2 separate regions of the Lactuca sativa genome follow, and region 2 is linked to region 1. A link is a contact called in public Hi-C data. All regions are on one chromosome and are shown on one strand. The core of a region is the stretch at or near the end of the contact, and the rest is flanking DNA. Distances in the headings are between cores, read along the strand shown. Region 1 holds the start of LOC111908771 (protein translocase subunit SecA, chloroplastic). Region 2 holds the start of LOC111908772 (L-cysteine desulfhydrase).

Region 1 (6,076 bases), core at 2,763-5,262:
TGAACTGACAGCCAAATGTACAGCGTCCTCAACCACCAAGCTATTTTCTTGAGATAGTGAACACGGGAACAAACTTTCACTCACCTAAAAATGCACCCAAAAGTAAGAGAATACATATGGCTAAAAGCAAATACACACACACACACAGACCTTCCATGTCTTCTTTGGGGGAGCTTTCTTCACAGAAACAAAAACTCCCTCAGCTGGCTTTACAATGCTGCAACATTTATTAAGTGAAAGCTGTTTAAGGAACTAAAAGCAAAAATAGATTTTGTTGTATTCTTACCTTGGCATGAGCAACTCACGTAGCTTCAACCTAGCCATAAACTCTGCATTACCACCAAGAATTATATCGGTTCCTCGGCCCGCCATATTTGTAGCAATAGTAACTGCACCAAGGCGACCACTTTGTGCCACAATCTCAGCTTCTCTTTCCACATTTTCTGGTTTGGCATTTAGAACCTAAGTTGCTCCAAATATCAAATATAATGTGAGTGTATTATTCATTTTATCATTTATACATATGTTGTTCTTCTCTTAGAAAAACAAGATAGGAATAGGATTCAATGAATCACCTCATGAGGGATTCCAGCTTCACGGAGTTGTTTGGACAATGTGTCACTCTGTTCAACACTGGTTGTCCCAACAAGCACAGGCCGCCCTGTCTTGTTCATTCTAGAAATTTCTACCACCACCGCCTGCCATTTTCCCGTGGTTGCCCTAAATACCACGTCTGAGTCATCCTAAGCATCACATCATATCACTCCTTTTCAATATTCATTTCATGAAAAAACAGAAAGAAACCACGTGGTGGAATATTTCAAATTAATGAACCTTTCTTATCATAGGCTTGTTTGTGGGCACAATTGTAACTTTGAGCTTGTAAATACTTTCAAACTCTGAACTCTCAGTTGCAGCGGTGCCAGTCATGCCACAAAGTTTTGGGAACTAATAGAAACGTAAAAATCCCATTAGCTTCAACAACTATAACAAGTTGACTTGTCAACCCTCTAAAGATCACAAAGATGCTTAGAACCTGAAGAAAGAAGTTTTGGTAGCTAATTGAGGCCAGTGTCACCGTCTCATTTTGTATGGGCAAGCTTTCTTTGGCTTCCACCGCCTGGTGAAGCCCATCACTCCAACGCCTCCCCTGTAACACAATAAAATACACCTCATTTACTTCCAACTTGGAAACAAGATATATATAAACTAAAAACTGAAATCCTTTACCTGCATGACTCGACCACTAAACTCGTCCACTATGAGAACCTCTTTGGCACGTATAATATAGTTGACATCTCTGAGAAAGAGCTCTTTAGCTTTTATTGCATTCAAGACAAATGAGGCCCACTGTTCTCGAGGATCATATAGATCCTTTACTTCTAGAATTTCCTCAGCATCTGCATAACCCTGTTCTGTGAGTAAAACATTTTTCTGCTTCTCATCAACCTGCAAGAAATAGCCAAGTGGCAGATGCACATTAGAAAAGAAAAAAAAAAAGACATGTGATGTATATTTGCAAGCATCTTTCTTTCTGAATCCTGACCGTATAATGTATATCTCGCTCAAAAGCAGCAGCTATTTTAGCAGCTTTGTAGTATTGTTCGCTTGGTTTTTCAGCAGGTCCTGATATAATAAGAGGAGTTCTTGCTTCATCAATTAGAATTGAATCGACCTCATCGATGACACAGTAATTGAAACCTCTTAATACAAGCTCATCAACACTCTGTAGACCAAGAGAAGAAGTTATAAGTGAAAATGAATGGTATAAGAGAATATTATTGAAGACTGCGTATAGCATAAATTACTTTCCATGGCAAGATTGTCTCTTAAGTAATCAAAACCAAGCTCACTATTGGTGACGTATGTGATGTCACACAAGTAATTCTGCCTCCTTTGTTCACTTGTCATGTTTTCTGCCAAATAATTGATTGTCAGGGGGATACTTTCAACTAAGAAACCTGAGATCTAGAATACACCAGCACTCATAGCTAATCAAGTACAATTGCATCTATTAGGAAAGGAAAAATGTCAAAAAGAACAAGAAAATGAAGAGGAAAACTCTGACTTTTCCAGTTAGACAGAAAGATGAAAATCAGCCAAAAAAATCTTAATAACATCATATCTCATGTATGCTATTTAAGTAATGACATGTTTTTTGAGTTTTGTGGGCCTGGGTTGTAGCATAGGGCACATCGTTCTTTGAAGTTGCAATAGGATGACATGGGCACCAAGGTAAAAGGGCACTGAGCCTAGTAGCCTACCCACAAAAGGGAAAAGCCTTCATCAAACTAGGTCATAATGAGTCTATTACTGTAAATATTGGGCAATTTTTGATGTTGTCAATAACCAAGCCCACAAACTCTTAATCCAACTGATACAAAACAACAAAAAGAGCTAAATTGTCAAGCCTTGTATGGTACTGATGATTTTCTAATTAATATGGTCACTCTAAAGTGTTTATGTTGTGCTTGGATATGATACTTCCTTACTCATCTTTTTTACAGTTTGCAACAAACATGGCATACAATGCAAAAATCCTAGTTATCACACCTAATTCTTGTCACCAGAATTTTGAGGTACATGAAGAAAGACTCTAGCTAAGGGTTGATCTTATTTGGATTGAAAGTTAGATAACAAAGTCCTCTTAACTTTGTTATCCATCCACCTTCAACAATTATACAATAACCATATGCATATAAATCAAAAGAAGAAGAAGAAGAAGTATACGCTGGATTAGGCCAACCGTGAGTCCAAGAAAACGGGCAACTTGACCGACCCATTCACAGTCCCTCCTTGCAAGGTAATCATTCACAGTAACAACATGAACTCCTTTACCACTTAAAGCATTTAAATAAGCTGGTAATATGGCCACCAGAGTCTTTCCCTCTCCCGTCCTCATTTCAGCTATTTCTCCTTTATGAAGTACCATGCCACCTACATCACCATAGCATGTTTGTAAATTGTAATGGACATTAAACTTTCATGCTTTTTAAGCAGCCTAGTTTCTCATTTCAGGTTTGATGTTGTAGCCGAATTGAACTCAAAACAATTTAGTATTTATTTACCTATCAGTTGAACATCAAAAGGACGAAGACCTAGAACCCTCTTCGAAGCCTCTCTCACTATAGCAAACGCCTCCTGCACGATATTATATATATATTTAGAATGATAAGCCACGGAGCACAACACTTCTAACAGCCAAAGTAATGATTTAAGAACGTTGCAGAGAAAGAGGAATATAGGTCTTCCAACAAGAGGTGGTTTATGAACCAACAGGACCGAAAAAATAAAGTCAGTTATCTCTTTTTCTTGCATTGTATTATCCTTACGCAAATTCAAAGGGGAAAATGTGTAGAGAACAATACATGGTCTCCAAATCCCAAATGTGATATAGAAATGAGATGTGCTTACAGGTAAAATAGAGTCTAAAGATTGGGGACCTTGGCGAGCTCGTTGCCTCAAGAGAGTGGTCCTATCCCTCAGCTGAGAGTCCGAGAGAGACGTCAGCTCGGATTCAAGAGAGTTGATGAGAGCGACGGTGGCAGAGTATTGCTGCCTGGTGGACTCCCCGGTGTCAGCCCCACCCTTGAAGATTCCGCCCAGTAGACCTCCTAATGACGCCGCCGCCACTGTCATCGTCTTCCGCTCTCTTGGAGCGTAAAAATGACAATATCCGTGTGCCGAGTTATTTTTTCCACCCCGGAAAAGGAAGCTACTGCTACTGGTGCATTCCCTTAATAGTAGAAGATGTCGAGTGCAATAACTATTGAGTTGACGATGAAAAGTGGGAAATTTGGAACTGAAAGGTGAAACAGAATAGGAGGATGGGGAGGAAAAGTTATTGGTGGGCGACAGAGATGGGAGCGCCATTCCACTTCCCAAAAATTACTACTACTGTTATATACTTGCTACTGGGTACCCCATGACTTCGAAGGTAAGAACCCCTTCTCAGTTATGCAACGAAGAAGATGAGTGGGGAAAATTGGATGAGACTAGCAAAGCAAACTGCTTCGGATAAGGTGTCGATCTTGATATACCGAAATCGGGAAAAAAGTAAATTATACTTTTGGTCCATGTTGTTTACACCCATGTGTAGTTTGAGTCCAGCTTTTTGAAAATTGATATGGGTCGTCTCTATAGTTCCCAAAAGTTGCATGGCTGGTCCCTCATATTGTTACCATCTAATGTTGTTTGTTTTTTAATAGGTAAATCTCCAGTCTGAGAATCATATTTGTAGACATCTATAAAAAAAAAACAAAAAAAAAAAAAAAAAAAAAAAAAAGATGAACCAGTCTGCAAGAAAAAGATTGTTTTCTTTTAAAGTCTACAGATCGTGTAAAAAAAATAAAATGTATATAAACTTTGTTTTTTGAAATTTAAAAAGACTTTCAATAATTATAGTTTCACAATACTTAAATTAAAATTATACAACTATCATTATAGTTTTTTTAATTTTTAAATTTTTTGTTAATACTTAAAATTCAAAAGATTTGTTTTATATAATTAGGAAACATATTAATTATTGTGTTTTCATGTTTTCATCCTCTAACTTATTAAATTATTAGATACTATTAGTTTTAAAACTATTATATTTCTCACATACTATTTTAAATTGAATTATATTTTTTGTGATATTTAAAGTAATGTTAATTGTAAAAAAAAAAAAACTAGATGGTGTAAGAAAGTCATGTGTCCCATATCAGTTCCTTGAAAAAAGAAAACAAGGGTGAGACTTTTATATAACGAATATATAATTGAATATAAAATTGAAAAACATAGACCTTTTGATCCTTATAAATTATAATGTATGGTTGCATCCTTTAAAAAAAATACATGCTCAGATGTTTGAAGAGGTAAGAAGTGGATGGACCAAGTCTGCCTCAAGAAGAGGCCCCTAGACCTTTTTAGGTCTACAGTCTTCTAAAAAACAAAAGGTCTGCAAGGTTAAATGTATGTGCGCCATCTACAGGGACGCGGACAAAAATGGTATCAAGAAGAGCTTTTGAGAAAAAAAACAAACAACACCTAAGATGTTCCACTTAAAGGAGAGCATGTGTCCCTTAGATGGTAAAATTGTCTTTTCAACCTTATTTTATACTATTAACAACTTTAATTAAGGCTATGATTTACAGAGCTACAGTTCATCATCTTCTCCAACTTTCTCCTTGCAATCATTTGCCTTAATCTTAAACATTGCAATTAGAAAAATCTTGAGAGAAAAAGCAAGGAAACAAGATGTTCCAACCACGATGTGGCATAATTGTTGTTCATCAATTTGTGTAGATGTGAATGAGGTTTACAATTAATTTAACATAGCAATGTTTTAGCTTAGATCTTTGAAAAAGAATGTTTTTTCTTAAAAAAATCATTCTTTTATATAGGGTCTTTCGATTTTCTTTCCAATGAGAATCAATCATGGTGTATTTTTTTTCCAAAGTTCCAAGAAGAGAAAGTACCTAGATGGAAAGGTAACATATGTGGAGTATGTTAACATTGGTGAGTTCTCTATATATGAACTCAATGTGAGGGACATGTTTGATTGATGGACGGAAGAAACATGCAGGGTTAAGATGACTCAGAGTGGACAACGGCAAGTGTCGTTTTTGTGACGTAGACAGCCTTTAATGGCATTACCACATGGGAACAACACTCCCGCCTCCCCCTTCCCCTTCCCGTTATGTGGTCTTCAGTGGTGATGGCAATAAGCTACAACACGATTTTCTCTTTGATTTCTTTCTTTCTTCCTCGTTTTTTCTTCATCTCAACATCGTTCCTTACATGGAACACCACCCCAAAAAAAAGGTGGAGATTAAGAAGATTTTTGGTGCTTACCTGGCCTCACCACCCCGTTAACCATACCCACCACCCTAACTCCCAAGGACCAACAGTGATATCAAAATCCTCGAGAGGAACCACCCATGACAAAATCCCAATAATAACCAAAAGTGATATTTTTCCCAAACCACATGGACCAAGACTATATCTTACTCTAATTATTATGTTTTGATAAAATAATATAATAAATAAAAAATTGTCATTAAAATTTTAGAAATAAGATATATGTTTTTATGTG
Region 2 (6,279 bases), core at 195-2,694, 150 kb after region 1:
AGTAAACACATCCTGTCTAAACCGCATAATATTAAAGATCAGTTGATTCCACGAAATCAACAAGCCAAATGTAGGCAATTAAGGATTGTAAGTTCATAACATGTAGCTTTTTCTAATGATCTCATGAAATGAGCATTAAAATTTAAAAATATGTGCAAAAGTGTTGGATCATTTACGGTTATACTATACTACAAAAACAATTGTGCTTAATAACTCGATTTGATCACTATGTATCAAATCCAACAAACACAATGAAGGACATAAAACAAGTATCCATCAAAATTGGAACAAGAAAGCTAAATACCTGGAAACTAAATTGGTAATGTAGACGAACAGAAAGATTATTCTCCTAGAAAAGACGAACAATGGCGAGGTCAACAATCTGCAACTTCCTAGGCGCAACGACAATGAAAGCGGCAACTGAGTGCACATCGATAATGAAGACAGAGGTGGAAAGAGCTACTGAAGTGCAAATCACAAAGCACGAGTTCAGAAATTTATCCAGGAGGATCTGTGGGTAGATTGGCAGTCGACAATGGTAGAGGTGGCCGATGAAGGGAGGAGGAAGCCGATCGATAATCTGGTAGCCTAAATTTCACCTTGCAATGTGCTCGTCGATGATGAGACGACCTAAACAGAAAAGTCGCAGAATTTTATGGCTTAGAATTCAGATTCAAAGGATCTTAGATTTCAATGAGTCGTGTAAAGTCTTCACCTTTCTCGATTCAATGAATAGGAAGGAAACCATAGATTTCAGATGATGGATGTTGGTTCTTGGGCAACGATCGACGATGAAACTATAAGAGAAAGAGGGATGATGAGAAGAATACGATCGATGGATTTGAGAGAAAGAGGGCATCGATTGATTTGGGAGGAATGATCTTTTCAGTACCATAAATGCCCTTAGATTAATTTCAGAACCATACCCCCTTGTTTAATTTTCCATTTATCTACAAAAGTGCCATAAAAGATCTTAGCCCTTAATTGTTTTAATCTGATGGTCCACTTTTAGTTCTCGGGTTCTCGGAAAATTATAAGTTCTCAAATGATTATCTCTCTCTCTCTCTCTATATATATATATATATATATATATATATATATATGACTTTGAACACAAGAAATGTGATGATCGCACAATAAGGTTGGAGGGAGTGGTTCCGCACTCCCTCATGAAACCGCAATGACACGTAGGCGCCACCTCACCTGTTACCATAAAAATGTGGTTTCATACCACACCTAAGGAGTGATGCCACAATTAAGTATTATTTATTTTTTTTTTTAATAAATAAAAAGGACCAATTAAAAGGAGGTAAGAAAAAAGAACCGATTACGTTGTTTGAAAGAATGATCTCTTAGAACTTTCTACCGCACCAAGGTACACTTTCTGCCAATATGGTAAGAAGAGTGCTGTCCAGACCCCACCCCCTCCGTCTAGTGTAATGAACCACTCCCTGGTCTAATGAATAAAAAGAAAAAGAAAGGCATCCGGTTTCTGTCCGGTGCTAATTTGACACAAACAGTGCAGCCCTTCACATGAAACCCTAGGAACAAGATACAGAGAAAATGGGTGAAATTAGAACCCATAGAGACGACCCCGAAGAGAACAGCAACCATATCCATCTTCCGAAGAAACCTAAACTATCATCATTCATTACTCAATCCCAAATTCAACAAGAATTCGCCCATCACCAGCATGGCGTTGCCCGTCTAAACAACGGCAGCTTCGGCAGCTGCCCAGGTTCCATCATCGCAGCCCAGAAACGGTGGCAGCTCAAGTTTCTTCAACAACCCGACGATTTCTTCTTCAACCAACTACCTACCCAAATCCTCCGTTCCCGAACCCTAATCAAGGACATTATCAACGCCGATGACGTCTCTGAAGTATCAATCGTTGACAATGCCACCACCGCCGCAGCGATTGTTCTCCAGCAGGTTGGATGGGCATTCGCGGAAGGCCGTTTCCACAAAGGAGACGCTGTCGTCATGCTTCACTGTGCTTTCCAAGCCGTGAAGAAATCCATCGAGGCTTATGTGACCCGTGCAGGTGGCTCCGTTATCGTGGTACATCTTCCTTTCCCTATCAAGTCCAACGAAGAAATAATCTCCGAATTTAGAAAGGGTTTGGCAAGGGGCAAGGCCAACGGTAGGAAAGTTAGGTTAGCCATAATTGATCACATAACCTCCATGCCCTCTCTCATAATTCCAGTTCGTGAGTTGGTAAAGATTTGCAGGGAAGAAGGAGTGAGCCAGGTGTTTGTGGATGCTGCCCACGCGGTTGGTAGTGTCTCGGTTGATGTGAAGGATATAGGGGCTGATTTCTACGTCAGTAACTTACACAAGTGGTTTTTCTGCCCACCATCCGTGGCTCTTCTTTACTGCCGGAAATCTTCTTTATCCTCCTCGGAGCTGCACCACCCTGTGGTGTCGCATGAATATGGAAATGGACTCGCCATAGAGAGTGCCTGGATAGGTACACGGGATTACAGCTCTCAGCTGCTTGTCCCGGAGGTTATAGATTTCATCAACAGGTTTGAAGGGGGGATGGATGGAATTAGGGATAGGAATCATGAAGCTGTTGTTGAAATGGCAGAGATGCTGGCTAAGGCTTGGGGGACCAGCCTGGGGTCGCCTCCTGAAATGTGTCCTAGCATGGCCATGGTCGGCCTGCCTTCTTCATTGGGGGTTTTAAGCGATGGTGATGCTTCTAGGTTAAGAAATCATCTGAGAGACCAATTTAAGGTGGAAGTTCCTATACACTACCAGCCATTGAAAGACACAGCAGCAGCAGAGGAGGTCGAGGGTGGTAGTGCTGATTTTATCACCGGCTATGCTAGGATTTCTCATCAGGTTTACAACACCATTGATGACTATCTCAAATTCAGGGACGCTATCAACCAGCTTTTGCATGATAGTTTTAATTGCAAGATGCTTCCTTATCCTTCTTAGAGAGAATAAAGTTGGTATGTCATCCCCTCCCCTCTCCTCCCCTCATAAATAATCTTTTATCTCCAAATGACACAAGATATATAGTTGGTGAATTCATGCTTATCACTTTGTTGTATGAAAATGCTAACAACGAATATTATTTACAAAATAAATATCAACCTCATCTTATGTGAATGATAGGACAGCTTTATTTTATTAACATTCAGTATACATGATGATGGAAATCAAATTATGTAGGAAGGGAAGTTTGACATGACATACTTATGATGATGGGTGGGAGGTTGATATCTGGAAAAAGGGACGTGAAGTTCAGTTTCAGTTGTTTGTATTTTTAGAAAGACAGAGGAGGTCTACACTGGTTTTGTCACTTTCTTTTGGTACGTGAACAATATGACACAGCTTTTAGGTTTAAAGTGAGTAGCTAGCGTGTAGGAAAAAGGGAATTCTATTTTTATGATGCTGGTTGGCTCGTAAGTCATAAGAATAAGGAGGATGTGATTCTGATTGTGATTGTGATTGTGAAGAGGTTATTATGACTCTCAATCTCTTTTATTTTATGTTATGCATTTTGTAAATACTAATAATATGTTTGAAAACTACATGTAGTCAACCACCAAACTGTAATATCCAACAGGACAGAATATTTTTGGTTAAAGGAAATGAAATACATGATTCTTTGTTGAATGTTGATACTTTGGATATTACAAAAAATGATTCTAATCTTCAAGACATGTTTTCAACAAAGCAGTTGTTCATTCTATTTTCTTCAAAACTTTACAAACTTCATATTTGGATATTACAGAAAACAAAATGGAATACAATTTAATTCAATTGGTTAATAGCTCAAAATATAAATTTAAGTGGAAGCGGTCATGTGAAGAGCAACTAAAGATGCATAGAATCCATCCTTGATATTAATTAGTTTTTCATGCTTCCCTTTCTCAACAATGACTCCATTCTTGACCACCGCAATGACATCAGCTCCCTTGATGGTGGACAACCTATGAGCAACCACAACTGTGGTCCTGTTGACCATCACTCTGTCCAACGCATCTTGAACCACCCTTTCTGACTCTGCATCCAGTGCACTTGTAGCCTCATCCAACAATAGTATCTTTGGACTTTTCACAATAGCCCTTGCAATCGCCACTCTCTGCTTCTGCCCACCCGACATCTGCACCCCTCTTTCCCCTACCACCGTGTCATAGCCCTAATTTTTCATTCATATCCATTATTATATCAGAGACAGAGAGATAATATATATATATATATATATATATATATATATATATATATATATATATATATATATATATATATTTCAAATAATAGTGCTAATAGATGGTCTGATGACTGACCTGGTGTAAGCTGCTGATGAACTTGTGGGCATTTGCCAACTCGGAAGCAGCTATTATTTCAGACTCTGTGGCATCACCATCTTTTCCATAAGCAATGTTGGATCGGATGGTGTCATTGAACAAGATTGGCTCTTGGCTCACCAGACCCATCTGCAGCCTCAGCCACTTGAGTTGAAACTTTTGTATCTCGATCCCATCCAGCGTGATACTGCCAGAGTCTGGATTATAAAATCTTTGCAACAGCGAGATCACTGTTGATTTCCCACTTCCACTCTCTCCAACCAATGCCACTGTCTGATGAACATCAACATCAACACCAACACCAACATCAACATCAACATCAAGAGGTAAATAATTAGATTAAATTAAACCAGGTAGGTACCTTGCCACTGTGGATGGTTAAGCATAGATCACGGAATATCTGAACATCAGGTCTGGTGGGATACTTGAAGCTGATGTGACGAAGCTCGATTTCCCCCTTGACATTATCCAATGTCGTTCCGGATTCATCACTTGGGTCTATCTCTGACTTGCGGTCTAGAATGGCAAACACAGAGACAGCAGAAGTCTTGGCTTTGCTTGTATCTGGGGCAAATGAGCTTGACTGGGACACTGCTATGGCTGCCATCGTGAGAGCAAAGAATACCCTGAAAACATCTGAGAAGGTGGTCTTTCCAGCCTCAACAAGCCGAGCCCCAGCATAAAAGCTTGCTGCATACACACAGAAAAGCAAGAAAAATGACACTCCAAACCCAATCCCGCTGATCAAACCTTGCTGTATCCCCGCTTTCTTGGGACCCTCGCATTTATTTCTGTAAAGTTGCATTACTTTCTCTTCTGCGCAAAAAGACGCGACCGTCCTTATGCTCCCAACCGCATCGTTTGCCACCTGGCTTGCTTCCTCATACATCATCTTAGCATCCGCACTGAAGCCTTTCATGAATTTCACCTGAACAAATCCATTGAGTCCTATGAGAGGGATGAGAGCAAGCATGATGAGAGCCAACTGCCAGCATGCTACAAATGCAATGGCTAAACCAGCAGCAGCAGACGATGAATCCTGAACAAGCTGAGCAAGTGCATCGCCGACCAAACCACGAAGGCTGGCTGCATCTGCCGACAGCCTGGCACCGATTGCCCCGCTGGAGTTTTCTGGCTTATCAAACCAACCCACTTCCATCCGTATCACCTTCTCAAAGCATAGAGATCTGATCCTTCTTATTAGCTTAGAACCAGCAATAGAGAAAAAATATGATCTCCCAGGATAAGCTAAAAAAGATACCACCCCGAGGACTACATACATTAGAGCCCAGAATCGAGCATCCTTTTTCATTTTATGTGGGGGCTCATAGAATGTCTTGATCATGCTGGAAATCAGAATGCCAAAAACCGGGAGGACTGCTCCATTGACGATAGCAGCTATGGTACCCATTATGAGTACCGGTATCTCTGGCTTGTTGAGATAGGCAAGTCGTCGGAGTGGCACTTTGGGTGCTGCCTTTTCTTCGTCTGAAGCAGCTTCAACATCCATGGATTCAGCAGCCACAGCGAGTTGTGTAGGCATGCCAAAAGAGTTGGAAATCGAGTGCCGGCTGCTGTTTCCTATGCTAGATGATGATCCTCGGCTTATCGACCGCAGGTACCTTTTATTATCACTACTTGGGGTTGGGGGGTCCTCTGACCCCAGCTGCTGCTTTCTTGAGTCCCTACTAACTTCTTGCAGTTTTATAAGTTGAGCGTATGCTCCTTCAGGATCCTTGACTAGCTCCAAATGTGATCCTGCAACCCACAATTCATAAGCCCTTAGCCATGGTGATGATGTTTTGTATGTGAATTAAACTAGGAGTAGGGACCTACCTTTCTCAACCATCTTTCCCCTATGAATGACTGCAATCATGTCGGCATTTCTTACTGTGCTTAGACGATGTGCTACAATGATGGTTGTCCTATTCACCATAATCCTGTCCAACGCCTC

Evidence for each region. Hi-C and Micro-C count contacts between places; a contact is called where the count stands out from the background.
Region 2: a contact with region 1 is called in a Hi-C map of seed, with 2.4 times the contacts expected there. The contact joins the promoter of LOC111908772 here to the promoter of LOC111908771 in region 1. A contact is called at or near these places in 2 of 4 Hi-C or Micro-C datasets (leaf and seed).

Annotation. Positions count from the first base shown.
Region 1 is chr9:326,382-332,457 of Lsat_Salinas_v11, forward strand. LOC111908771 (protein translocase subunit SecA, chloroplastic) reads right to left here and starts at 4,013. Exons shown (of 20, transcript XM_023904579.3): 1 at 3,415-4,013; 2 at 3,069-3,141; 3 at 2,731-2,937; 4 at 1,813-1,916; 5 at 1,547-1,726; 6 at 1,231-1,449; 7 at 1,037-1,150; 8 at 835-948; 9 at 576-743; 10 at 287-462; 11 at 151-217; 12 at 1-84. The coding sequence starts at 3,873.
Region 2 is chr9:474,546-480,824 of Lsat_Salinas_v11, forward strand. It overlaps LOC111908772 (L-cysteine desulfhydrase), which reads left to right and starts at 1,445. Exons shown (of 2, transcript XM_023904580.2): 1 at 1,445-2,960; 2 at 3,184-3,489. The coding sequence starts at 1,564. The coding sequence ends at 2,946. LOC111908773 (ABC transporter B family member 11-like) reads right to left here. Exons shown (of 11, transcript XM_052767598.1): 8 at 6,162-6,279; 9 at 4,687-6,083; 10 at 4,305-4,598; 11 at 3,680-4,156. The coding sequence ends at 3,803.